Linked DNA regions of Mus musculus: all the other regions are linked to region 2. The links are chromatin contacts, called in public HiChIP or PLAC-seq and promoter capture Hi-C maps. All regions are on one chromosome and are shown on one strand. Each heading gives the region's core, a stretch centred on a gene start, on an enhancer-like site or on the middle of the called end of the contact. The rest is flanking DNA. Distances are from core to core; before and after follow the strand shown. Region 1 holds the start of Nxph4 (neurexophilin 4). Region 2 holds the start of Ptges3 (prostaglandin E synthase 3). Region 3 holds the start of Arhgap9 (Rho GTPase activating protein 9). Region 4 holds the start of Ndufa4l2 (Ndufa4, mitochondrial complex associated like 2). Region 5 holds the start of Rab5b (RAB5B, member RAS oncogene family). Region 6 overlaps R3hdm2 (R3H domain containing 2). Region 7 holds the start of Gli1 (GLI-Kruppel family member GLI1).

Region 1 (3,309 bases), core at 206-2,705, 520 kb after region 2:
ACCAAGTACACCCCTGTCCTTTCCCTGACCCTCTTTTCAGTGTCTGTCACTTCCTGTGTGTCTGTTATTTTCATATCCCTAGGCTTGTCTTTCAGATTGCCTGTGTGTGTGTGTGTGTGTGTGTGTGTGTGTGTGTGTGTGTGTCCCTGTGGGTATTTGCCTCTGTCAAGGCAAGAGGTACTTTGGGTACCTAGCTGTTTCTGTATATCACTGTATGCTACTGTGTGTATAAATCATGTGTGTCCGTCTCTGTGTGCTTATGTGCCTCTGTGTATGCTGGTCTGTATGTGAAGTGGCCTCACTGCTACAGTGTAGCAGGGTACTATTACAGTGGGGTAAGACTGGAGACACACCTTGGGATGTGTGTCTGTCTCTTCATCTCTTTGCATGGTCCTATCTCTTGCTGTCTAGGTGTTGGTCATACTACCTACTCAGCCTCAGACACAGCGCATAGCAACAGCTGACAGCTGAAGACTCCCTGGGTAGGGGAGAGAGAGAAAGACCAGTGGGAGGAGGAAACACGAAGAAACAGCCCTGAGGATGAGAACAGAGACCGTGCTGGAGCTGGGGACAGAGAGAGACAAGGACAGAGATAGACAGGGAAGGGGACGGGATGAGAAGAGCTGAGAGTGGAAGATGGGATTGTGGGAGAGAAAGCACAGGGCTCGTACCAAGAGGGGCAGAAGGCACTGAGGACTTCCTGCCTAGCACCAAACAAGGGTGCTCTGGATCAGGCCAGGGTCAACAGTGCGGATCAGGGGCTAACTTAAAAGAGCCGGTTTAGCCAAGGGGTCCGGGGGCCGCAGAGGTGCCGCGGGGCGGGGACAGGGCGGCGGGCGCCGTTTGTCAGCCCTATTGACAGACGTGATGGGGTTTCCGTCCGTGATCAATGATTCTCATCTCCAGGCCGAATGAGCCGCGGGGCGCCCATCCATCCCCGTCAGCGCCGCGCTCAGTGCTAGTCGCCCGAGGCCCCGCCCGCCCTCACCTCGGTCCCTGTCCGGATCACTGCCCTAGACCTACCTCTGCCAGGATTATAGAAACACCCCCCACCCATCCACCTCGGGCATCACAGGACAGGGTCCTGCTGCGTTCCCTAGCCTGTGTATGGGAACTCATGCTCCGCGACGACCCCTTCCCGCTCACAGTTCAGGGCCTAGAGTCCCACGCCCTATTGTAGCCCTCATCTGCCCCAAGACCTGGCGTCTTTGGGGTGCTGCTCCCCAAACCCCTTGCCCCTCTCCAGCTTCACACCTGAGCCAGGGGTGTGTCCAGGGTGTGTCACGGTGAAAGTCACCTTCCTTGCCCCCAGCTGGGCGGGAGGGGGCGCGCGGGGCGCGGCCGGGATTGGAGCACCGCGGAGCCCCGCCCCCCCACCCCGCCCGCCCGACTCAGACCCAACTTTCTCCCCCGCCCGCGCCCCGCCCCCAGCGCCTTGCTCCGCTCCGCGCTCAGTCCGCGGGCCGAGCCGCCCGCTCCCGCTGCTCGCGCCGCCGCCCTCTGCCCGGCGTCCCTCACCCTGAGCCCAGTCCTGCCGGACTCGGGACCCGCCCTGCCCGACCCGCTCGACCGCTCGGGAAGATGCGGCTGCTCCCGGAATGGCTCCTCTTGCTCTTTGGTCCTTGGCTCCTTAGGAAGGTAAGGGTGGCAGAGCCAAGGTGCGGGGTCCGGGACACGAAGAACACTGCATGCCAGGGGGCTCCGCGCGTCCGCCCCGCCCCCAGGACTAAGCGTCCCAACTTTGTGCGTCGTGGGGGACGTGGACAGACAGACTGCCCGCTTTAGGACTGGCATGCACCCAGCAAGTTGGCTGAGGGTTAGAAGAAGGTGCAGGGTGGAGGCCCGGCTCCAGTCGGATTCAGGCGCGACGGGGGGAGGGGACGAAGCGCGACCCGCGAGTGCGCCAGACAGAGAAGGAGTGCGAGACAGACAGACAAGCCAGCGGGTGTTAGCCTAGCCTTCTTTCCGCACCTACCTCGCTTGCCTCCCTCTGTCTGTCTGTCTGTCCTTCCACCTCTCACCCTCCACCTTCCCATTCCTCTTCTCCTTGTCACAATGCCAGGTAAGCTCTGCGATCCGAGCATACATTATCCAGGCACACGCGCTTACACGGACCCACACCAGCAGGGCTGAACTTGGCTACAATCTTCCATCCCATTTCCCGCGGAGACACCATCTCCCCTGCATAACCTCACAGACACACCCCCCTCTCACGCCTGGTGGTTGTTGTCTGGGAGGGGAGTCTCTCCTTACATCTCCTTCCTGCCCCCACCCTTCTCACTGTCTCTTTTCCTGGGGTTTCTGGGTGAAGACCCAAAGGCTAAAAGGGCCCAGAGCTCATCCTGCCCGACTCTTGCCTTGAGATCTTCAGCCCATATGGGCTCACAGTGCGGACATGGAGTGTATGGGTTAAAACCAGCCCTTGTATGCATGTGTCCAGGGAATCCAGGCACTGGGACCCAAGGTGAATGTCTATGTTGGCATGCCATGGTGGAGACATTGTCTTTGCATGGTTGATTGTGCCTGCTTCAAAGCACTGCCATCTATTTGTGCCCTGAAGTGTGACCCACAAGGGTAGTTTAGACTCTGCCCCCAACTTCCTTTCTCAACTATGACCTACCCAGTTTAAGGGCAACCAGTTGGCTCCACAAGCCCTCACTCTTGGACCTCAATCCCCAGTCTTTAAGAGAAACCAGTAATTCTCCTCCAAAACGCTTGGACCCCAGGCCTGGTGTGGTGTCCTCATAACTACAATAGGGTAGACACTGCCCCAGTGAGCCAGTTAGTAGAGCCCTTGGATTCTCCCAAGCCTATCTGCCTAGTGACCTTGAGAGAACGGAAACTGGGCAATAAATAAATAAATAAATAAATAAGAAAGAATGAACGAATGGATGGATGGATGGATGGATGGATGGAAAAAAAGAAAGAAAAGAAAATAGCCCCCTAGTGTGAAAAATGCTGCCTTTGGCAAGAGCTTTCTTTGAACCTGAGGCCTGGTTTGTACCCAGGGAGACTGCAGGAGAAGGTCCAGCCCCAAACAAACCACAGTATGTGAAGGCCTGGGGTCACAGAGGAAGGAAGGATACATTGCCCTGATCCTTCCCTCCACCCCCACCAGCCTTCTCCACTCTCTTCGCATCAAATTAACTCCCCTGTGGACAGATCTGGTTTAATTTCCTTTGCCCCCTGAAGAGGAAGGAAACATCTGGTAGAGCCTTGAGGGAGAGTAAGCATGAGGATGATAGGAGAGATGGGAATCTGTCTTCCTGTGAGAAGGCTGCAGCTGTGGGGTGGCTATGTCGGAATCAG
Region 2 (3,460 bases), core at 819-3,318:
GCTCCAGGGTATCCAACATTCTCTTCAGGCCTGGCCTCTAGCAGTGCAGATGATACACAAACATACAGACAAAACATCCACACCACACTGCTCTTGCTTCTACAAGAGCACCCAAGCAGGGTGGCTCACAACTGCCTCTAACTCCAGATTCAGAACTAACACCTCTGCTCTCAGCAGGCAGTTGGTTCTGGTAATAGAACTTGGGTTCTCAGCAAGGGTAGCCAGTGCTGTTAATCACTGCGCAGTCTCTCTACCTCCTAAATTGCTACTTCTGGATGAAAAGATGTTTCGTTTGGCTATGTTTATCTACTAAATTGATTATGTTTTACCTAGCAATTCATTTTCCCCGTACAGTTTGGAAAATATCAAAAAGTTTTTACATAAACTTGTCCTAAGAAGCCAACATGACATCAGAATACAGGTCAGTCACACACAAGAGCTTTTTCTTAACATCTCAAAGGTAAAATTTAAATCCATGCTGGTGAGATGGCTAAGCAAGTGAAGGCTCTCCGTTTCTCTACCTGACAACTTAAATTGTTTCCCCACAGACTGTCCTCTTACCTCCAGGAACACGAGGGGGTGGGGGGAGGGCACACACATGAATAAAATTACTATAATGAAACACTAAAATGTAAAACCTGCTACATATCTTTGTTTTTATGGGGGACTCCTCCAAATTTCTTTACACATTTTCTAGTACTACATGGTCTTCTTCTAGGACCTGTTTCTCAGCCACTAATTGGCTCTAGGACATCGTCTATCAATTTAGATTTTTAGCCATTCAAGCAAGCAGTTAAAACTTAAACTTGTACAATCGTTAAACTTTTTTTTTCAACTACAATCCGTAACTTTTAGTGCTGTGCATAGCAGCCACCCACACCACCCTCAAGTACTGTAATTCAATTCTCTCATATTTGAAAGTTGTCCAGGCTAGAAAAATAAGGGCAAAAATTCTTAGATTAAAAGAATCTGTAACCTCCATATAAACAAATTAAGACCTTCAGGCAAGTGAGATGGTCATTTTATACCTGTTTCACCTCCGCATACAAAGAGCATGACGAAATGCCACCCAAAGTTTATTGAGGTACAGAGAAGAAAAGAGTCCACAAGTATCTTGTGACTAGACACGTGCAGAACTACCTGCTCCATAGTAACTATTACTCGCTGCCAAGGAGGTGACCGCATTTGCTAGCGTTCACCATTTTCAAGAGACCCGAGATGTGGGAACGGGAAGTTTCGTTGTGGTGACGGCATGGCCCCCTCTAGTTGCCTAGCAGTGCCTGCCGCCGAGGGCCGCGTGGTGCCCTACCGGTAGCACCGGCTTACGGCGGCACCCACAAATGCTCTCAGCCCGGTCCTGCCGGGTCCGGGCATCAGCACCGAGCGGCAGGACTCCACGGCTCCCGGCGCCCTCATGGCGGAAAGCTCACACACGAGTTTAGGGCCTAAGGCTAAGTTCCCAGAGTTCCGAGAGAGCCAGGCTGTCTAGGGAAGAAAAGTGGGATTTCTGGCACGAGGAATCCGGGGGTCGATCTGGAGGTGGGGAAACGGACATCTGGAGGAAAAATGTCCTCCAACGGTAACAGGAACAAGGATGCAGGCCCTCCCACCCCACGGCAGGGCTGCCACCAGCGCGGGCGGGGAGAAAGGCGAAGGGCCGAGGGTGGGGGGAGGGCGAGGGGCCGTTTCCCGGCAGCCGGGGCTCCCGGCGCGGCCTCGCTCCGCTCCGGGACGACCTTCCGTCGGCGGGATGTCGCACTCACATGGTGAACGGGGCAGAGGGCCAGACAAACGGGTGGGCGGGCCTCGCTGGCGGCGGCTGGCGAGTCGACTCCTCTCCGGCGGCGACTCCGGCGGTCTCTGCCCGGTCGCGGCCTCTCCTCGCTCCTCTTAGGCGACGGCGGCGGCGGGCTCGGCCTCGATGCCCAGAATGCACCGCGCGGAGAGCGGCTCCCTCAACCCGGGAGAGAAGGAAAGTGTAGGAAAAGGGGCGCGAGGACGGAGAAGGAGCGTGCGTGCGCGCGAGGGGTGGCGAGGCCGGGCGGCGGCTGGTGACGCAGCAAAATGCCCGGGCCGGCCGCCGCGCGTGCGCAATCGCCGTTTCCAGGCTCTGCGCGGTTTTCTAGAGATCTCTACGGAAGGGGCGGGGCCTCCCGGCTCCTTCGCGATCCTTCCCGCGCCCGCCCCTCCCCTCGACCCTCCGGCTGCCCCGTTCGCGCCTGTCTTCCCGGGCTCCGGTCTCGCGTTAGCAAGCCGTTGGCCGCCAACCGCCTGAGCACGCTCGCGGGCGATCTCCCCGAGAGACGTAGGGGCCGCCCTGGAAGGCGGTGGGACGCTGCGGCGTATACAGCAGACCCCAAGGCGATGTGTGGGGATTGTTTTGTCTTAGACAGGGGTGCCTGCCGCAAACCCAGGTTGGCCTCGAGTTCAGTCGCCCGAGTCCGGGATTGCAGTCCTGTGCCAAAGCCACCACGCCCGGCAACGCCGGTTGCATCCGTGGAAAAACGGCTTCGTCCTTAAAGCCTGGACCACTCGCTGTTTTTCTGATTGTCCGGATCCCGCCTGGGCTCCTTTAGCGGAGGAGCTGCTTTTGCCTCTTTGCCTTTAGGGGCGCGCCTCTCCCCCCTGCTTGGAGACATTGGCGCCCTGGGGGAGGCGAGGAGGGAAGTTTCTAGATTAATTCGCTGTCTCCTTGCGTGAGTTCAGATGAGGTGGTTAAGGATCTATTTGAAAATCCTTTGACTGGTTTTGTATACAATGCCCTGGGTTAAATGGGGTTAGTAGCCAAGAACAATCTCTGCTTATCAAAAACTGACGGATTAGGGCAGAGGTAGACCAATGAGCCACTATTAGGACATCAGGTTTTTAGAGTAATCCTGCTTCAGTCTCTTATGTGCTGGTATTACAGGCTTTTTTCTTTTGATATTGATGTCAGTGCAGACTAATTGGTGATGTTGGCTGTATAGTCCAGATCCAATTGCCTGATGTTAAGAACTTTACCACCTGTCAGGGAAATGAAAATTAGTCTGGTGTAGTGTCACAGGCTTGTAATCTCAGCTGAAGGAGCTGGGACAACTTGGTAGTGTGGGCAACTTCCCTGTTTCAAATTTCCATTTTTTCCCGAGGTGATGTAAGTATTCTGTCAACAATTATGTATGTGTACCGTGTGTGTGCCTGATTCCCACACAGAGGTCAAAAATAGGGCCTGAGATCCTTTGAAACTAGATCATGTGAACCATGTAGGTTCTGGGAATAGAACCTATGTCTTTAAGAGCACCCAGTGTTCTGACTGCTGAACCATTAACTCCAGTTCCCTCAAAATTCGAAAAGAGCTAGGGTTCATGGCCCATGTCTGTAATCCCAACAGTGGGTTGGCAGGTAGAAGCAGGTTGATCTCTGAGTTTGTCCAGCCTTGTATATATAAAGACACATGCCTCAAAAAATCAGACTTGCCGGGCGG
Region 3 (3,056 bases), core at 192-2,691, 740 kb after region 2:
ACTGCGGACTAAGACCCCTGGCTCAAAATACAACTGACAACAGAGTGGGGGAGGGGCTGACCAAGGCACTCAGTGTTAGAAGGAACTTGCTAGTGTCCTGACTTGAAGACAGGACTTTAGGACAAACCTTGCCCTGGGCTAGGAGTTAGAACTGGAGAAAAGCAGTCTGCTGACATTCCTTTGGCTGTACTGGATACCCTGTTCCTCCAGGGCCTCTGTAACTCGACTGTCCTTTCTCATCCCCTACGTTGCTTATGGCCACTCTTCCTGCTCCTGCGAGATCTTCTCAGAGCACCTCAGCCTCTTCTCCTCATTGTGTCCATCTGTCCCCCTCTCCCCTCCTCTCTGATCTTTAAGGGAGGGGTGTTGTCTGTGTCCCCCTCTCCTACCTTCAGTACTTAAGGGAGGGAGGCTGTGTCCAGTTCACCACTTCACATAGATCCCGCCCCACCCTGCTGTAGTGCAGGCGGCCGACCAAGCTCTGAGTTATGCTCCAGGAAGCTCTGTAACTCACCACAGCAACTTCTGTCATCCACCAGTGAGACCTTTCTCCTGGCCCTTCCTTGAAGGATTTCAGGGAGCAGGCCTTCACATTGCCCGTGCTGACACTTTTGCACATCTTGTGGGGATGGTGAAGAGGCTGCCCAGAAGCAACCTGGGGTTCCTGAGGCAGATAGAGCTCCTCCAGGGAGCCATGATACAGCTTTGTCCCTGGAAAGAGAGATGTGAAGGAGTGGCAGGTGAGGACAGATATGACCTTGGGAATTGTCTAGGAATGCAGGGCAAGGCTGCCGGGAAGTGACACGGGCCCTAGAGCTAAGAGTGTAAAGGGGACGCCACAGTGGCTTGGGTGAGAACTAGGCTTATCAAAGGAGTCCGCAGAAGGTAAGACAGAGTAGTGCTCTCAGCGCTCAAGCGGGAAGAGTCAGAGAGTCGGAAAGGTGAAGAGGGGGGAGGCTCAAAGCTTACTTACCAGGAGTCCAGAGGGAGCTGTTGTAGGTAGTGTCTGCTGGGTTGTGGCAGCAGATTGATTCCTCTGTCATGTATGCAGCTGGAACAAAGATGGGCCGAGAGCTGGGGGGTGCGCCCAGACGCCTCGCCAGCCACCAGTCTGAGTTGGTCTTTCGAAGCAGTAGGAACCTGTCACCTTCAGCCAGAGACACCTGCCGGCCATCTGCCCCAGTGTAAGTGAACGGATAGAGGGCGCAGAGCTGGGGTCCCTGAGAAGGGCTTTGTAGACTCAGCCCTAGATTTCCCCAGATACTTGGCCACCACCGGCCTGAGAACATGGTGGCTGGCACTGTCACCTATAGGAAAAGGGGGTGCTGAAGTTCCAGAAGGAAATAGGAGCTGGTGCCTCCGTACAGAAGGGCATGGTTTGAAGAGTGTGTGTGAGCGTGTGTGTTTTTGTGTGTGTGTGTGTGTGTGTGTGTGTGTGTGTGTGTGTGTGTGTGTGTGTGCAGGACCCTTAGGGCGAGAGGAAGAGGGGAGAGAGATCAGCACAGGTTTGGGGGGGGTCCAACTTCTGTGTGATGTGTCTGTTGAGGAAGTGTATAAATAAGGTGAGAGAGGATGTGGTCAGCAGCCTACCCAGCAAGCAAGGCAGGGAATCTGAGAAGACAACCTAGCTTGGTGATCTTTAGATACCTTGTCGAGGTTACCTGATGTTCCAGGGTCAGAAAGACCTGATCCTGGATGTTGAAGGGAGCCCTGAGCTGCACATAAGGAGGAAGAGGAGGAGGAGGAGGAGGAGCCAGGCTAAGAGCAGAACACAGACAAAAGTACAGGTGACAATGATGAAGGGAAGGTTATGCCATGACCCGTTTTTAAGCTCACACAGGCCTCAGTGTTCCTGTGACCACCCAAACTGCCTCAGACTCGAAGCTTTGTGTTTCCTGTGCAGACAGACAACCAGAAAAACTAAAAAAACAAGCGAGCAGGAAAGGAAAAAAGAAGAGTGCATATCTCCTTCAGCCCCGTCTAGGACACATTAGGGCGCATGATCTATGCATCAACCTTCTGGAGGGGTCCCCGGGTTTATTATGGGGCTCCGTCCATTTGCAATTCTTGTTGTATGTGTGAGTGTTTGGTCTGTGTGTATGTCTCAGCACCATCCAAATGTCTGCTGCCCAAGGAGGCCAGAAGACGGTGTTGGATCCCTGGGATCAACAGTTACAGGCGGTTGTGAACCCTCATGTGGGTACTGGGAATTGAACCAGGGTTCTCTGGAAGAGCAGCCAGAGCTCTTAACTGCCAAGCCATCTCTCCAGCCTTTTTTATTTCTATGCTTAACAAGAACTGGTTGAGGACTGTCTCCTGTGTGGAAGGAGCCGTCAAGAACTAGAAATGACAAAGGGATGAGCTCCTTAGCAGCTTAGGGGGCCAGACCTTAACTGACCTTAACACAGGAAATTTACTAACTGCAGCTGAATTGGAGACCGTGCACACACGGTACAGAAGTCGATGTAGTGGCTCACGCCTTCAACCCAGCACTCAGGAGGCAGGGGCAGGTGCATCTCTATGAGTTTGAGGCCAGCATTATCTACATAGTGAGTTCTAGGGCTGGAGAGATGGCTTGGTGGTTAAGGGCACTGACTGCTCTTCCAAAGACCCTGAGTTCAATCCCCAGTAACCACATGGAGGCTCACGACCATCTGTGATGGGATCCGACACCCTCTTCTGGTGTGTCTGAAGACAGCTACAGTGTACTCATAATAAATAAGTAAATAATTCTTTTTTTTAAAAAAGATTTATTTATTTATTATATGTAAGTACACTGTATCTGTCTTCAGACACTCCAGAAGAGGGCGTTAGATCTCATTACCGGTGGGTCACCATGTGGTTGTGGGATTTGAACTCAGGACCTATGGAAGAGCAGTCAGTGCTCTTATCTGCTGAGCCATCTCGCCAGCCCATAAATAATTCTTTTTTAAAAACAAACAAACAAACAAACAAACAAACAACATCTAGTTAGTTCCAGGACAGCCAGAGCTATATAGTAAGACTCTGTCTCAAAAATAAATAAAAACATCATGAGAGGTGTTTGGAGACTGACG
Region 4 (2,977 bases), core at 316-2,815, 540 kb after region 2:
TGACTTAGAAGTCTGGCCGGTCCTTCTTCAGCTTCTTGTAGTCGGTTGAAACGGCAAGGAACTGTGGAGAGGGAAAAGAGAGTTGAAAGAGCGGCTCTTACCTCCTCTGTCTTGTGTGTGGTACTGACTTAGGGACTAGGACGGGAGGGGAGAGGGGAAACACTGGTTCTACAGTTACCTTGTACTGGTCATTGGGACTCAGGCGGTTCCAGGGCTCTGGGTTGTTCTTTCTGTCCCAGCTGTGAACAGGACAGGAAGGTTAAAGTTTCTTTTCTGGGAACCAGGACTTTGGCATTAAACATGGCCTCAGTATCACCACCCCTGGCGCCCTACCCTGAGGAGGGGAGAACATTTCCTAGAGACTGACAGAGAAGGGGGAGTGAGTGTCGTTGTCATCGCCATCCCTGGGAGGTGCTGGCAAGAAGTATGGCAGCTGATGACCAAATGACAACCTAGCCTATAGACTGCCCAGGGTTAGCCTCCCTCACCCAACCGCTCAGGGCAGAGTCCTGGGAGTCAGGCAGAAATCCTGAAGGACAGTACTTTCAGTGGGTGCACCTCAGACTCCAGGATCAGAGTGGGTGGTGCTTTGGCCTTCTGCTTGTCAAAGGACTGACCCCCCTGATGCTTCTGGCAGGACACAAAGTCCCAGTACAACCAAAGACCCTCAGGAGTCCCACACTGCCAGACATCCAGCACTTCCGGTCAGGCATAGAGGTACCTAAAAGCCACCAGACATGGCCAGTAGAGATGTGTCGCCATGGCAACCCTGTGGTGAGCTGCTGGGATTCCAGCTGCCCCACGTGGCTAGCCACTGACAGTGAGCCACCAGGTGGTCCAGATGGGAGGTGAGGGTCTCTCAGGTCAGGGGCCACTCCAACCCTGGGAAATGCTGGGTGGCAGTGGAAATGAGGACGGACACAGACCGAGGGTCCTTCTAGGTCTAAGGTCCCACCTTAGACCATTTTATTCCACCCAGGACCCCTGCCCTCTTGCCTCCCAAGACCTGTTGTTACCAGACATCAGGACTGCGCAGGGCAAGTCGCAGCAAGTAGAGTCCGGCACTGCCCATGCCCAAGCAGATGAAGCCAATCATTGGGATGAGCTGCAGAAAAACCAGGCACTCTCAGGGTCCGAACTCTGCTCAGTTCCCACTCACTCTGTCCTAGTTTTCTTCCTGTCCCTTTATCTTTACTCAAGGTCTGATGCCACCTTCCCTTTGGGAGTGGGGCCTGAAACCTACAGCCACATCCTCAGCATGCTGTCCCTTACCCTTACAGTGATCCTGTCCAAGGCAGGTTGCAGGGACATTGAGTACATTGCAGAGAGAGGACATAGAATGTCCCTGGGAAAACTTGGGAACACTAAGGAAACCGGACAGGAAGCAGGATGGGGGGAGTGGGGGTGGGGAGGGCTTGAGAGGCAGGGTGACAAGAGGGGAATTAGATCTGAGGACTGAACTCACCCCAGGGTGTCTTTTTATCTGCCGGTAGAAGCGGGTCCCTAGACTAGTTCCTGCCATCTTGTCCCAGTGTCTGGTCTTCTAGGTGGATCTCTTCTATTCCTCACCCTGGGGTCCCGCCCCCCATCAGGGAGGGGTCAGCCTAGCCCCGCCAGCTCCACCCAGCTTGCTTTCTCCCTGCAGTTCCAGATCCAAAACAGGCTGGAAGTTGTTGCGGAGCCTTGAGGTTCCTCCTTCCCAACTCTCTCTTACTGAAAGGGAAACCCTGGCCCAGGAGACACCATTATACTTGGGTCTTTGGGTATCTGAGGGAGGAACCTCTTTGGCTTCCAGAGACTGAAAGGGGATCCAGATGTGGGACAGACAAGCAGACAGCCTTCTAACAAAGTGGGGATGTGGAGTGTCCACTGCAGGGAGCAGGGAACAGTGGGGGCATGCACAGTACGTTGTCTACACTCCTGGAGCTAGCAGGCCTTTCGCGTATAAGAGGCACGTGAGCAAAGTTAGTGCTGCCAGCCCCTCTTGGTCTGGGCGGTTTTGCTGGGTTGTGGTTGGCCTGGAGTAGTCAAGAGGTGGAGATTGCAGGTGTATGAATCTGCACCGCTCAAGGCATAAGGCAACAGTTGTAGCAATTTAGGGGCTTGAGATGAGGAAGGAAGAGCCCTCCGAGGAGTCCACCATACTCATCTCTGGCTTTGGGACTAGCAGAAGAGCTCCGAATTAAGGAAGCAGCCATAGAAAACTAGAAGAGATGTTGAAAACCGGTGGGAAGGGGGTGGGGGATTAGGTATATGCTATATTGCCCGGGCAGGAAGTTTTCCCCATCCACCCGCTGTCTTTGGAGGACTGGTTTTGGGGACACAGGAAGTGAGCCTCTTCTTCTCCTCGCTTCCATGTTAATTTCTATCACCCCTCTCGATTAGCCCCTGCCGCTGGATTCTGCTATGCTCCCCCATTTCTCTCCTAAAGAACTTGTACTATGGTGGACCCCTGCTGGGATGAGCTGTGTACCGCCACTGCCTCCCTGGGGTACAGGGAGAGAGACAACCCTTTCTGAGGGGCCCCTCCCTTTCCTACACACCGATACCTCGCCCGCCCCTTGAGCTGACAAGCTCTGCTGTAATTAGGCTGCGGGGTCCGAGCTCTCCGCCTCCCTCCGGCGGATAATGAGATAAAGTGTCAGAGACATGGCGAGAACAAAGAGACAGAGACTCACTGAGACGTGTGTGGGGGAGGGGGTGGGTGTAGAGGAGGGGGGCTGATGGGATGTCAGAGCCTAGAGCAGAACAGGGCCCTTCCTGAGCGTCCCCACCTCTAGGGCTGGGCCAGGGAGGGTGTGTCCTGTCACCAGCGCCTCTAAGCCTGGACTGCTACCGGGGTGGTGGTGGTGGTGGTGCTAAATACCAATCTTGGAGCTCAAGCTCCAGCAGCTGCCCAGCTGGGCTGCACATCTGGTGGTCTGTGGCACAGCTGGGGAGCCAGGACTCTGGGAGGGACATCTGGCCCGTGCTTTAT
Region 5 (2,996 bases), core at 64-2,563, 640 kb before region 2:
GAGCCACAAGTGCCCGCAGAGGCCAGAAGAGGGCATATCATCTCTCCTAGAGTTACAGGCAGCTGTGAGCAGTGGTACTGGGAACAGGCCTTGGGTCTTCTACCGGAAGTGTATGCTTCTCTAGCTTGCCTCTAGGCCCTAGGTTCAATCCTCAGTACCGAAAAAAAAAAAAAATCCTCAGCAAAGTTGTCTAAATGTTTTTTCACATTTACAAACAATTCAGAAAATATCAATGTGAAAATATTTAGGAGGCTAAAGTGTCTTCAGACTACCACTTTCTGTTGTCATGGCAATTCACCCCAAAACTACTGTTCTCTAGTGCGCCACTAAAAAGAATTTACAAGATAAAAGTTGTTTAATTTCCTGGTTTTGGGTCTTTACTTTTTTTTTTTTTTTTTTTTTTTTTTTTTTTTTTTGGTTTTTCGAGACAGGGTTTCTCTGTGTAGCCCTGGCTGTCTTGGAACTCACTTTGTAGACCAGACTGGCCAGACTCAGAAATCCGCCTTGCCTCTGCCTTCCCAGTGCTGGGATTAAAGGCGTGCACCACCATGCCCAGCAGGGTCTTTACTTTCTTAATTTGACACAGAAAGCAGGGCACGGGGAGAAGAGAAGGTTAATGCTGGTATCATTGTTTTTTGTTTTTGTTTTTTTGGGGGGGGGACATCGTTGTGTAGCTTGGAACTCATGGAGATCCTCCCGATTGCTAGGATTAAACATGTGGGCCACCAAGCCCAGTTTACTCCCCTCCCCATCCCCCTTATACTGAGGTCTTGTTAAACTGAGTATCCCGGGTTAGCCTCAAACTCAGAACTGCCTCCACCCCAATCCACTGTGCTGAGATTGGGAGTGCCACACCACACCCGACCAAAAGCCTTCTTCACTTCTTCACTAGCCTTGCCTGCCTGTCAAATTCGGAAATTTCCCAATACTGGTTAAAATTTCCTTTTGACCCGCCTTCTTCACTCACCTGATTAGATGTTTACGAGTCGAGAGGCGGGGGAGGGGTGTCACGGGTGTTGAGGTTCTATTGGCTGACGCACATGCCTGTCAGTGATGCACTGCCCCCTTTCCCAGGAGCTCTCTCTTTAATGGCTACTTATCCCGTCAATCTTCAAGGCTTCTCGTGTAGGTATTGGCTTGCGGCCTCGCCAATCCAGTCTCTCACTTGTGCTAGTTGGTGATAGTCCCTCAGAGCCCGCCTTTCTCCAGAAGATTGGCGGGCGGACGCTCACATAGCCCACCCACCACGGTAGGCGGGTGATCTTGCGATTGGCTGGAGCCGCCCCGGCGAGGAGGAGGAGGAGGAGGAGGCGAAGGGGGTAGGAGTTTGGTTGAGCTGCAGCTGTTTGTCTGTTCCACACAGGCTTGGGCCCGACGGGGGATACGGAGCCCCAGGTACCGAGCTGATGGAGCCCACAAGGGCAGAGGCGGAGGTCCCGAGAGGAGCGCCGCCTGGCCTGTGGCAGAGGCGGGGCGGGCCGACGTCAGGGCTCCAGAACCTCCTGGAGAGGGCCGAAGGGGCTGTCCCACAGGCCTAGTGGGCGCTGAGGAGGTGATCGGCAGGGCTGGGAGCCGAGCCTCTAGTTGGGAGGCGGCTGGGTTCTGGCTGTGGTGGCCGCTCGGGGGCCGGGCGCGGGGACCCGGAGCCGGTGAGGACCAGGGCCGGCCTCGGGACTCTGAGCACCGCGGTGAGGAGGGAGGAGCTGGGGTCGGAGACCAGGCAGTGAGGGAGGGGAAGCCAGCCCATTTGGCTGGAGGTGTGGAGGGGACAGTGCTACGCCCAGCCCCGAGGGTAGCCGAGGCTGGGTCTCCCGAGACATCCACTGTTGGGGCTCTTAGCCGAGAGAGGCATTCTTTTCAGGGAAAGTGACTGTTGAAAGGGGAACTAGGGGTACTGGTGTTGCCGAGAGGGATTTGGTCTCACTGAAGTCAATGAAGAATGTAGAAGACCAAAGTGGAAGGAAGTAGAAACGGTTTGCTATTAGTAATGGGAACTTCTGGAATGATGGTGAGGGGAGGCTCAGTATCTTGGAAGTTCCTTACTCTTCTGTTCCTTTAGTGCTTGGGTGTGGTGATTTGAAGTTTTGGGGTACTTCAGGAATAGGGAATGAAGACAAAGGTAAAATTATGTATTATTCCATGGCGCCTGGCAGCTCTACGTCCAGCCCCCCCCCCCCACACACACACACCACTTTAGTTTACCCTGACCTCATAGCTAGTCATGACTGCACTCCTGTTTCCTTTAGGTTTGCTATTGTATTCGTTGTTTTTCCTATTTCATCTACTGTGAGAGAACTAAGAAAATTTGGGAGTGCTTTGCTCAGTCTTTCCCACTTCATAATGTGATCTGTGGTGACTACGCTTATTTAACCTAGATTTGAGGAACTCTGTCATTTGCATGGAAAGGGGCAAAGCAATCCCCAGCCATTAAAAAAAAAAAAAAAAAAAAAAAAGGACCATGTTTATTGAAACTTCTGTGAGACTTGCACTTGAGCATTTCCTAGATAGTTAATGGGACAGACTATTCACGCCAGGAACTGTGAGGTGATATCCCTGAAGGGATTTGGGGAAGAATTGAGAGGTTAGCTACCAGAAGGTTGGCACCATCCTTTCTTCTTTGCCCACTTATTCAGGAACGTGTGTGTGTGTGTGTGTGTGTGTGAGATTAGTTATTTAGGTCAAACCTTGAGGTATTTAGAAAGATGGATTATAGAGAATGAAGAAGTCTTTAAATTATATTATATGTAATAACCTGCATACATATGTGAGCCACAATGTCAGAGGATAACTTGTGGCTGTTTGGTATTCAAACATGGCATGTGTGTGTGTGTGTGTATGTATGCATACATATATACACACACACACACATATAGAGGGAGGGGTTTGCTAACCTGTCAAATTTTTTATAGATTGGACCCTATTGGTTTCTCCCTTAGGGTTCTACCTCCTCTTCCTCCTCCTCTTTCCTTTCTATACTAATGTTAGTGATCACTGAA
Region 6 (3,177 bases), core at 126-2,625, 590 kb after region 2:
GGCATGCTAGCTACTGCTGATTGGTTATAAACTGTTACACTTTCTCTTTCCATGGGGCACAGAATCAAAGTACATCTTACCATGTAACCTTGCTCTGGGCTAAAATCTATGTCAGAAAATACACAAAATAACTAAACTCCAACTAACCTTCCTTCCTTCCTTTTTTCCTTCCAAAAACCCCCCAAAACAAAAAACAAAACAAACCAAACAAACAAACAAACAAAAAACCTCCAAAGTCTGAAAGAAAAAAATCAAAGAAGCAACTAGATTTAAGAATGAGTAATGGCGGGCTGGAGAAATGGTTAGGTGGTTAAGAGCACCAGCTGCTCTTCTAGAGATCCTGAATTCAATTCCCAGCAACCACATGGTGGCTCACAACCATCTGTAATGGGATCTGATGCCCTCTTCTGGTGTGTCTGAAGAGAGTAATGGTGTACTCATATACATTAAAAAAAAAAAAAAAAAAAAAAAGAAAGAAGAAAGAAAAAGAAAAAAGAATGAGTAATGGCATCAAGCATGGTGGCTTATGCCTCTAACCCCAGCACTCAGGACAACAGGTTTACAGAGTGAGTTCCAGGATAGGCAGGGCTTCATAGAGAAACCCTGTCTCAAACAAACAACCAACCCACAAAAACCTAACAGACAGACAGATGGACAGATTTAAAAAAAAATGGGATCCAGGAAGTCAGATTTCCTGTCTTCTGGTAATGCTGCTAAGTTTCCAAGTGACTACAGTGCACCAGATGTTTCACCTACAGTTGTTACTAGATACTTTGCAAAAGACAAGCAAGAAGGGAGGGTGTGACATGAAAGGTGAGCCGCTGTGGTACCTGGCCTGGAGAGCCTGCCTGCACTGCCGCCTTTACTGCTGCCAATGCTGTCGCCTCGGGTGAGGATGGAGATTCCACTGAAGCTGCTGGCTTTGGTGACAGGAGGTCGCATGCTGCGGACAGAGCCATCTGAGTCTGTGCTGCTCCAAGGCCGTGGCTCCAGGGACTTGAGCTCGCTGTCTGTGCTGCTCTGTCGGCTGCTTGAGGTACGGCTCAGCCCTTCCCGGTTTCCCCTGCAGAAACCACAGTGGTCAGAGGACCTCCCCCCCAGCCCCCCAATTCAGCAGAAGGGCCAAGAGAGAGAGAGAGAGAGTTCCTTTTTTATTCTCTTGCTATTAAAGAAGAGGGGAAGGGGTGTGAACACTGACTTCATGTTTGCTGGTTGGCCAACTAAGATCTGATGGGAGCGACAGAACAAGGTCCAGTGCAGTAACAAAGAGCACAGAGGCAAATCTGAGAGACAGCGCACTGGCAGCTACTTCAACACAGTGACCCGAGGCAAATGGGAAGCGACATACACAGTACTAAGACTGACTGTGGTTTCTTTTCCACACCCCGCAGGGACCTCACACATGCAGGAAATGGGGGTGGGGGGGAACAGAAGGGTGGCAGCAACTTCTGGGACTTCTTAAAATGAGAGGACTCCTAGAAGTTAACTGTTGGTAGAAAGTGGGAGTAGCCAGTGACATGGATAAATCCCACAGACCTTCCAAACAGCATGCATCTAAGCCAGCAGAGGAACTACTTGTGGTATCTTTCCAGGGGTCGGAAGATTACAGTGAGCAGTCTGACTGTCCAAATTGTTTTGTGGAAATTTTATCTTGGTTTCTGAGAACAACAGATGCCACAGTTGCTAAGGACTGATGTCAGGAAGATCAAATATGCTTGGGACTTGGTAGAAAGGGACAGGGGCTTGACCGCACTTAACTTACGGCCTTACTGCCTTGAGTAAGGCACAGAGCTACTGAGAAAGGGGTTCTTCTGCTCGTTTGTTGTAGAATGCAGGCTTATCCCAACATTAAAAGCATTGTCTGCACTGGGTATTGGTTGTGTATGCCTTTAACCCCAGCACCCAGGAGGTCAAGGCAGGTGGCTCTCTGAGTTTGAGGATAACTTGGTCTATAGAGAAAGTTCCAGGACAGCCAGGGCTATAAACAGAAACCCTATCTCAAAAAAAGATTGCCTGTGATTAGAAATGGCAGTATGCCTCATTGTCGACCTGAAAACTTTTATCTTGCCTTTAAAAAGATACGTACTTAAGTGTGTATAAAATGTTTTGGTTGTATAAATGTATGTATACAACATATGAGCCTGGTGTCCACAAAGCCCAAAGAGGGCATCAGATCCCCTGGAACTGTAGCTAAGGATGGTCATATGCAGCCATCGGGGTGCTGGGAACTGAATTCAGGTCCTCTACTAGAGCAACCAGTGCTCCTAAGTGCTGAATCATCTCTCCAGCCCCTAAAGATTCATTTTTGTGTATCTGTGCTCCTGTCTGTGCGTGTACAGACGTCCAAGGCCAACAAGAGAGGATCTCCTGGAGTAGGCAGCTGTGAGCCAACACGTGCGGATGCTGGGAATCAAATTTTGATTTTTCTTTGTTGTTCTTGTGAGTTGTATAGAGTTTTGTGTTTGTGTGTACATGTGTGTGTGTATGTGTGCATGCATGTGGGTATGTATGAACATGTGTGCAGTACATGTGTAGTTTTCTTGATCAGGTTCTAGTATTTTTGAAATGTTTTCATTACATTTTACTCAATTATTTTGTGTCCGTGTGTCCGTGTGTCCATGTATCCGTGTGTGTGTAGGTCAGAGGACACCTTGAGGTGTGGGTGCCTCTCTCCTACCATGTGAATCCTGGGATCGGGCTCTCAGGCTTGGTGGCTGATGTCTTTCCTCACTGATCATCTCCCCACCTTCTGCCTCATTTTCTGAGACAATGGCTCTCAGCAAACCTGGATAACTAATGCACTCCATTAGACTGCTGGCCAATAAGCCCCATGGCCGCTCTGCCTGTCTCCAGCCCACTCCTAGGACGGGCTACAGGTGTGTTGTCATGGCCAGTTCTTGCAAAGGTGTGGGGTTCTACAGTCAGATCTCCATGACTGCACAGTCACTGTACAGACGGAACCATCCCCTTAGCCCCTCTCCAGAGCACTTACTGCTTCTTACTAAAAGCATGCAAGGCTCAGCAATTTCCTTCATTTTAGTTTCATCCCAGCAACTACTACAGGGGGAATCACATGACAACAATCACCAAGATTTTGGTATATATACTGGTGAGTAAATCATAGTAGTTTTGATTTCCTTCTTTTCATCATTATCCCACCAAAACCAAATAGAAAAT
Region 7 (2,958 bases), core at 12-2,511, 720 kb after region 2:
GAAGGTGGTTTAAAAACAGCGCTATGGCCTGAGAGATCTGTTTAAGGGAAGACTCTCTCTCCCCACCCCGCCATGCTTTTGAGTCTTTCTCAGGTGGGAAACTGAAATAGAGGCCCTCTCTCTGTGTCCAGTCACCATGGTAACACAGATTCAAAGAGACAGGGTACTCCCCTATCACGAACTACCCAAGGGGCTCGCAATCTTCCCTGGCGTGCCCTTCTGTTTCTTTGAGCTCACGCAGCTCCCTGGGCATCCGATTGGGCTTTGGGGACAGGAACCTGTCAAATTTCCTTAAGTTCGCCAGTGCAATCATTTCCACTCCGAGGGGTGCCATGTGCTAGGACGACCAGCAGAGGGCGCGAAAAGCCTTAAAGAGAGAGGTGTGGAGGTGGCAACTGCGTCCAGAATTTGGAGATGGAGAACGGAGTTTCTCCAGAGAGGTACTCTACACAGAGCACCACTGTCCTCAGTGATCTGTGAATGCACATTCTGCACTTAGAACTCTAGCCCGTGTTCTTCCTTCATGTTCCATAGGTCGCACCCCCTCCCCTCCTCTACATCAGTCAACCCAACTTCTTTCTCCCAAACCCCAACTCTCCAAATGCTCCACGTTCCATCCAAAGAGTGAGGCTGGCCTACAGACCACGACATGGGGAAAGCTCAGTTACGACCAATGAAGCCGAAGACCGAGGCTTCTGGTTTAACTTTCTGGGTGAGCTTTCCCCCCTCCCTCTCCCGCCGCGCAATATTTTCCTCAATGTTTTCCTGGCTCTGGTTCAGAGCCTCTTCGTGGACAGCCGATCCAGGGATCCGCGCCGGGATTTACTGTCCACCAAGAGCAGCGTGTTCGGGCGGGGGGGGGGGTAGTAGGCAGTATAGGGTCCCTCAAGGGAGGGGGAGGATCCTGGGGGTCCTGGGGGTGCCATAAGCCCGGCACCCCCTCTCTAGCTTCTATCCACCCAGCTCATCTTCTAGAACGGTCCGAAGGAAGGATATACGAGGGAAGTGAGCGGGAAGAGCCGTAGCGTGCGGGTGGCAACAGCGAGAAAAAGTTTTTGCAAAGGGGAAAAAAAAAGTTTGCGCTTCTCGCGGGTGGTCCCGGCTCGAGGCCCGGCGGGCTGGGCCGGCGGGAGGGCTGGGGGCCAGGTTGGGAGGGTGGGGTGGCACTGAAGCTGCGCTGCAGTGGCCCTGTGACCCCCCTCCCCGCCACACACCTCCCCCCCCCCCCAGCCCAGTTTCCAGCCCTGGACCACGCATCCCGAGCACCGCGCCCCGACGGAGGTGAGAGGGGGGCAGGCGGGAGACCACCTGGGAGCGATGGGGGAGGGGCTGAGGAGATGCTCTGACGCCTAGGGACTCACCCTATCCCAGAAGGAGACCTGGGGCTCAGAGGCAATATGGGGTTGGGAGAGTTTGGGGAGAGCAATTAGGAAGTTTGGGTGTTTTCTTGTTTTGCTTTAATTTGTGCCTTCTTTTCTCTGCATCCCCTTCTTTTTTTCTGACAATCTGTGTCTGTCCCAGGTCTCTTTGTCCGCGCCTCTCCCACATACTAGAAATCTCTCCCTTTCTTGAGGTTGGGATGAAGAAGCAGTTGGGACGGCCAGCTGGAGGTCTGCGTGGTAGAGGGAACTCCAGGTGCGTCTCTGAGCGCCGTTGGAAGACGTCAGTGTTTCTAAGACGGGACCCACCGCAAAAGAAGGGAGCGCTCAGTGGGGTGGGAGTAGCGGTGTGCCAGGCAACAGAACCCCTGAGGGCCGGGCTGGGATTGGACTCCTGACCTGTGGCTGTGACAGATGTGCACATGGGGTTTAGGGGCAAAGGAGTGGGTTTGGACTCGGGAGGAGGCTGGGTGGGTTTCCTAACATGCGGTGTAGGCCGTAGAAAATCCCTAGGAATTCTGGACTTCTGAGTTCCCAAAGACTGTGGGCAGGGCCCCCGAGGAAGAGGAAGAGCTGGGGAGACCTTGTTTTGACCCTCTGACCTCAGGACCACCGGGGCAGCTGAAGCCAGGCGCCGGGAGACCCCTACTGGGGCAGAGCGGGACCACTGGCTACTGCCAGCTTGTGTATCCCTGTTGGCCCCCCGCCCAAGCGGGATCTGGGGACCGAGGCCCCTCCTCTGGCTCAGACCACCCTGCCTGCCCTTGCTCCCCGCTCTGAATCCTCTTTCAGGCCCCATGACCCTGAAACAATCAACCCAGGACAGTTAGCTTTGGGAACAGCATCAAGGAAAGGAAACTCCGTAGAGGCCGAGGGTTTGGGGCATCCGGAGAACCAGGGACTTTATGGTATAGGTCTTTCCTTCCAGTACGGGGAGAAAAGATGGGCAGTTTTCTTCTGGGAAGAAAGTTCGTGAACGCGGGTGATTTACCCTAGGGGGGCGGGGTTCAGAAGGACCCCCCTCCATTATCTCTCTGGGCATCCCCGCCGGACAGACGTCTCCGACTCACTCTTGACGTCACTAGGGGGTTCCCGGGGGTCTATAGGGGTTAACCCTTAGGAAGCCGGCGGAGATACCCAGGAATCCAAGGTGTCCTCTCCGCGCACACCTTATTTACACAGGCACTTCTTTCTCTTAGTTTCTGGTTTCTTTTTTCCCACTCCACTATAGGGACCCCACTTTCCAATAGTGCCTCCCCCCCCCCCCCGGGCGCTACTGCCTGCTTTCAGGATGCGCTGAGAGAGGGAAGAATGTTCCACCCTTCACCCCCCCCCTCGCTTTTCTGGGCTCCCCAGGCGGGCGGGGAAGCTGAGCCGTCTGCAGCCAGAGCCTGCGGCGGCGACTTGGGTGGGCCGAGAAGGCACGGGGGCGGGGAAGGCGGGACCGGGAAAAGGGGGTGGGGCCGACTCCAGGGAGTTGGGGAGAAGGGGTACGTACGTAGAGGACTCTAGAAAATAGACTGCGAAGATGATTCGGGTCTTTGGTAGGCTAATTCTCATGCTCCCATCCAGCCCAGAA

Evidence for each region. HiChIP or PLAC-seq counts read pairs in DNA pulled down with a chosen protein or histone mark. Capture Hi-C pulls out chosen DNA fragments and counts their contacts.
Region 1: a contact with region 2 is called in an H3K4me3 HiChIP or PLAC-seq map of forebrain, with 2.8 times the contacts expected there. The contact joins the promoter of Nxph4 here to the promoter of Ptges3 in region 2. A contact is called at or near these places in 14 of 39 promoter capture datasets (the 3T3-L1 cell line, 3T3-L1-derived adipocytes, HPC-7-derived erythroid cells and 10 more), 4 of 115 datasets of contacts at active chromatin or transcription factors (cardiomyocytes, fetal liver, forebrain and 1 more) and 1 of 9 other capture datasets (liver).
Region 3: a contact with region 2 is called in a promoter capture Hi-C map of pancreatic islet, with 4 times the contacts expected there. The contact joins the promoter of Arhgap9 here to the promoter of Ptges3 in region 2. A contact is called at or near these places in 8 of 39 promoter capture datasets (the 3T3-L1 cell line, HPC-7-derived erythroid cells, hematopoietic stem and progenitor cells and 4 more), 1 of 484 Hi-C or Micro-C datasets (B cells), 11 of 115 datasets of contacts at active chromatin or transcription factors (bone marrow-derived macrophages, differentiating embryonic stem cells, effector CD8 T cells and 5 more) and 3 of 9 other capture datasets (adipose tissue, liver and pancreatic islet).
Region 4: an H3K27ac HiChIP or PLAC-seq map of trophoblast stem cells shows a contact between it and region 2, with 3 times the contacts expected there. The contact joins the promoter of Ndufa4l2 here to the promoter of Ptges3 in region 2. A contact is called at or near these places in 12 of 39 promoter capture datasets (HPC-7-derived erythroid cells, the SN4741 cell line, cranial neural crest and 8 more), 8 of 115 datasets of contacts at active chromatin or transcription factors (cardiomyocytes, embryonic forebrain, embryonic midbrain and 5 more) and 1 of 9 other capture datasets (liver).
Region 5: a contact with region 2 is called in an H3K4me3 HiChIP or PLAC-seq map of bone marrow-derived macrophages, with 7 times the contacts expected there. The contact joins the promoter of Rab5b here to the promoter of Ptges3 in region 2. A contact is called at or near these places in 5 of 39 promoter capture datasets (erythroid cells, hematopoietic stem and progenitor cells, neural stem cells and 2 more), 2 of 115 datasets of contacts at active chromatin or transcription factors (bone marrow-derived macrophages and memory CD8 T cells) and 1 of 9 other capture datasets (liver).
Region 6: an H3K4me3 HiChIP or PLAC-seq map of bone marrow-derived macrophages shows a contact between it and region 2, with 5 times the contacts expected there. The contact joins the enhancer-like site here to the promoter of Ptges3 in region 2. A contact is called at or near these places in 4 of 39 promoter capture datasets (hematopoietic stem and progenitor cells, hippocampal neurons, liver and 1 more), 4 of 115 datasets of contacts at active chromatin or transcription factors (bone marrow-derived macrophages, embryonic limb bud and microglia) and 1 of 9 other capture datasets (liver).
Region 7: an H3K27ac HiChIP or PLAC-seq map of embryonic stem cells shows a contact between it and region 2, with 6 times the contacts expected there. The contact joins the promoter of Gli1 here to the promoter of Ptges3 in region 2. A contact is called at or near these places in 2 of 39 promoter capture datasets (hippocampal neurons and liver), 2 of 484 Hi-C or Micro-C datasets (B cells and embryonic stem cells), 5 of 115 datasets of contacts at active chromatin or transcription factors (bone marrow-derived macrophages, embryonic stem cells and trophoblast stem cells) and 1 of 9 other capture datasets (liver).

What each region holds. Positions count from the first base shown.
Region 1 is chr10:127,532,705-127,536,013 of GRCm38.p6, reverse strand. It overlaps Nxph4 (neurexophilin 4), which reads left to right and starts at 1,455. Exons shown (of 2, transcript NM_183297.2): 1 at 1,455-1,638. The coding sequence starts at 1,582.
Region 2 is chr10:128,057,590-128,061,049 of GRCm38.p6, reverse strand. Ptges3 (prostaglandin E synthase 3) reads right to left here and starts at 2,068. Exons shown (of 8, transcript NM_019766.4): 1 at 1,764-2,068. The coding sequence starts at 1,765.
Region 3 is chr10:127,320,349-127,323,404 of GRCm38.p6, reverse strand. It overlaps Arhgap9 (Rho GTPase activating protein 9), which reads right to left and starts at 1,441. Exons shown (of 16, transcript NM_001285785.2): 1 at 974-1,441; 2 at 515-711. The coding sequence starts at 1,289.
Region 4 is chr10:127,513,527-127,516,503 of GRCm38.p6, reverse strand. Ndufa4l2 (Ndufa4, mitochondrial complex associated like 2) reads right to left here and starts at 1,565. Exons shown (of 4, transcript NM_001098789.1): 1 at 1,466-1,565; 2 at 1,017-1,105; 3 at 179-239; 4 at 1-61. The coding sequence starts at 1,522. The coding sequence ends at 5.
Region 5 is chr10:128,694,585-128,697,580 of GRCm38.p6, reverse strand. It overlaps Rab5b (RAB5B, member RAS oncogene family), which reads left to right and starts at 1,313. Exons shown (of 6, transcript NM_177411.4): 1 at 1,313-1,395. It also overlaps a transcript of Pmel not described here.
Region 6 is chr10:127,469,654-127,472,830 of GRCm38.p6, reverse strand. R3hdm2 (R3H domain containing 2) reads right to left here. Exons shown (of 26, transcript NM_001168292.1): 14 at 831-1,063. Among named protein-coding and RNA genes, the nearest start is that of Stac3, 30 kb to the left of the region's middle. Within about 2 kb of position 1,375, at least 58 of the 459 cell types and tissues checked have an H3K27ac peak or open chromatin away from gene starts, as enhancers often do. A contact at or near this core is called in bone marrow-derived macrophages, hematopoietic stem and progenitor cells and microglia, where this site is marked.
Region 7 is chr10:127,339,882-127,342,839 of GRCm38.p6, reverse strand. It overlaps Gli1 (GLI-Kruppel family member GLI1), which reads left to right and starts at 1,261. Exons shown (of 13, transcript NM_010296.2): 1 at 1,261-1,281; 2 at 1,522-1,635.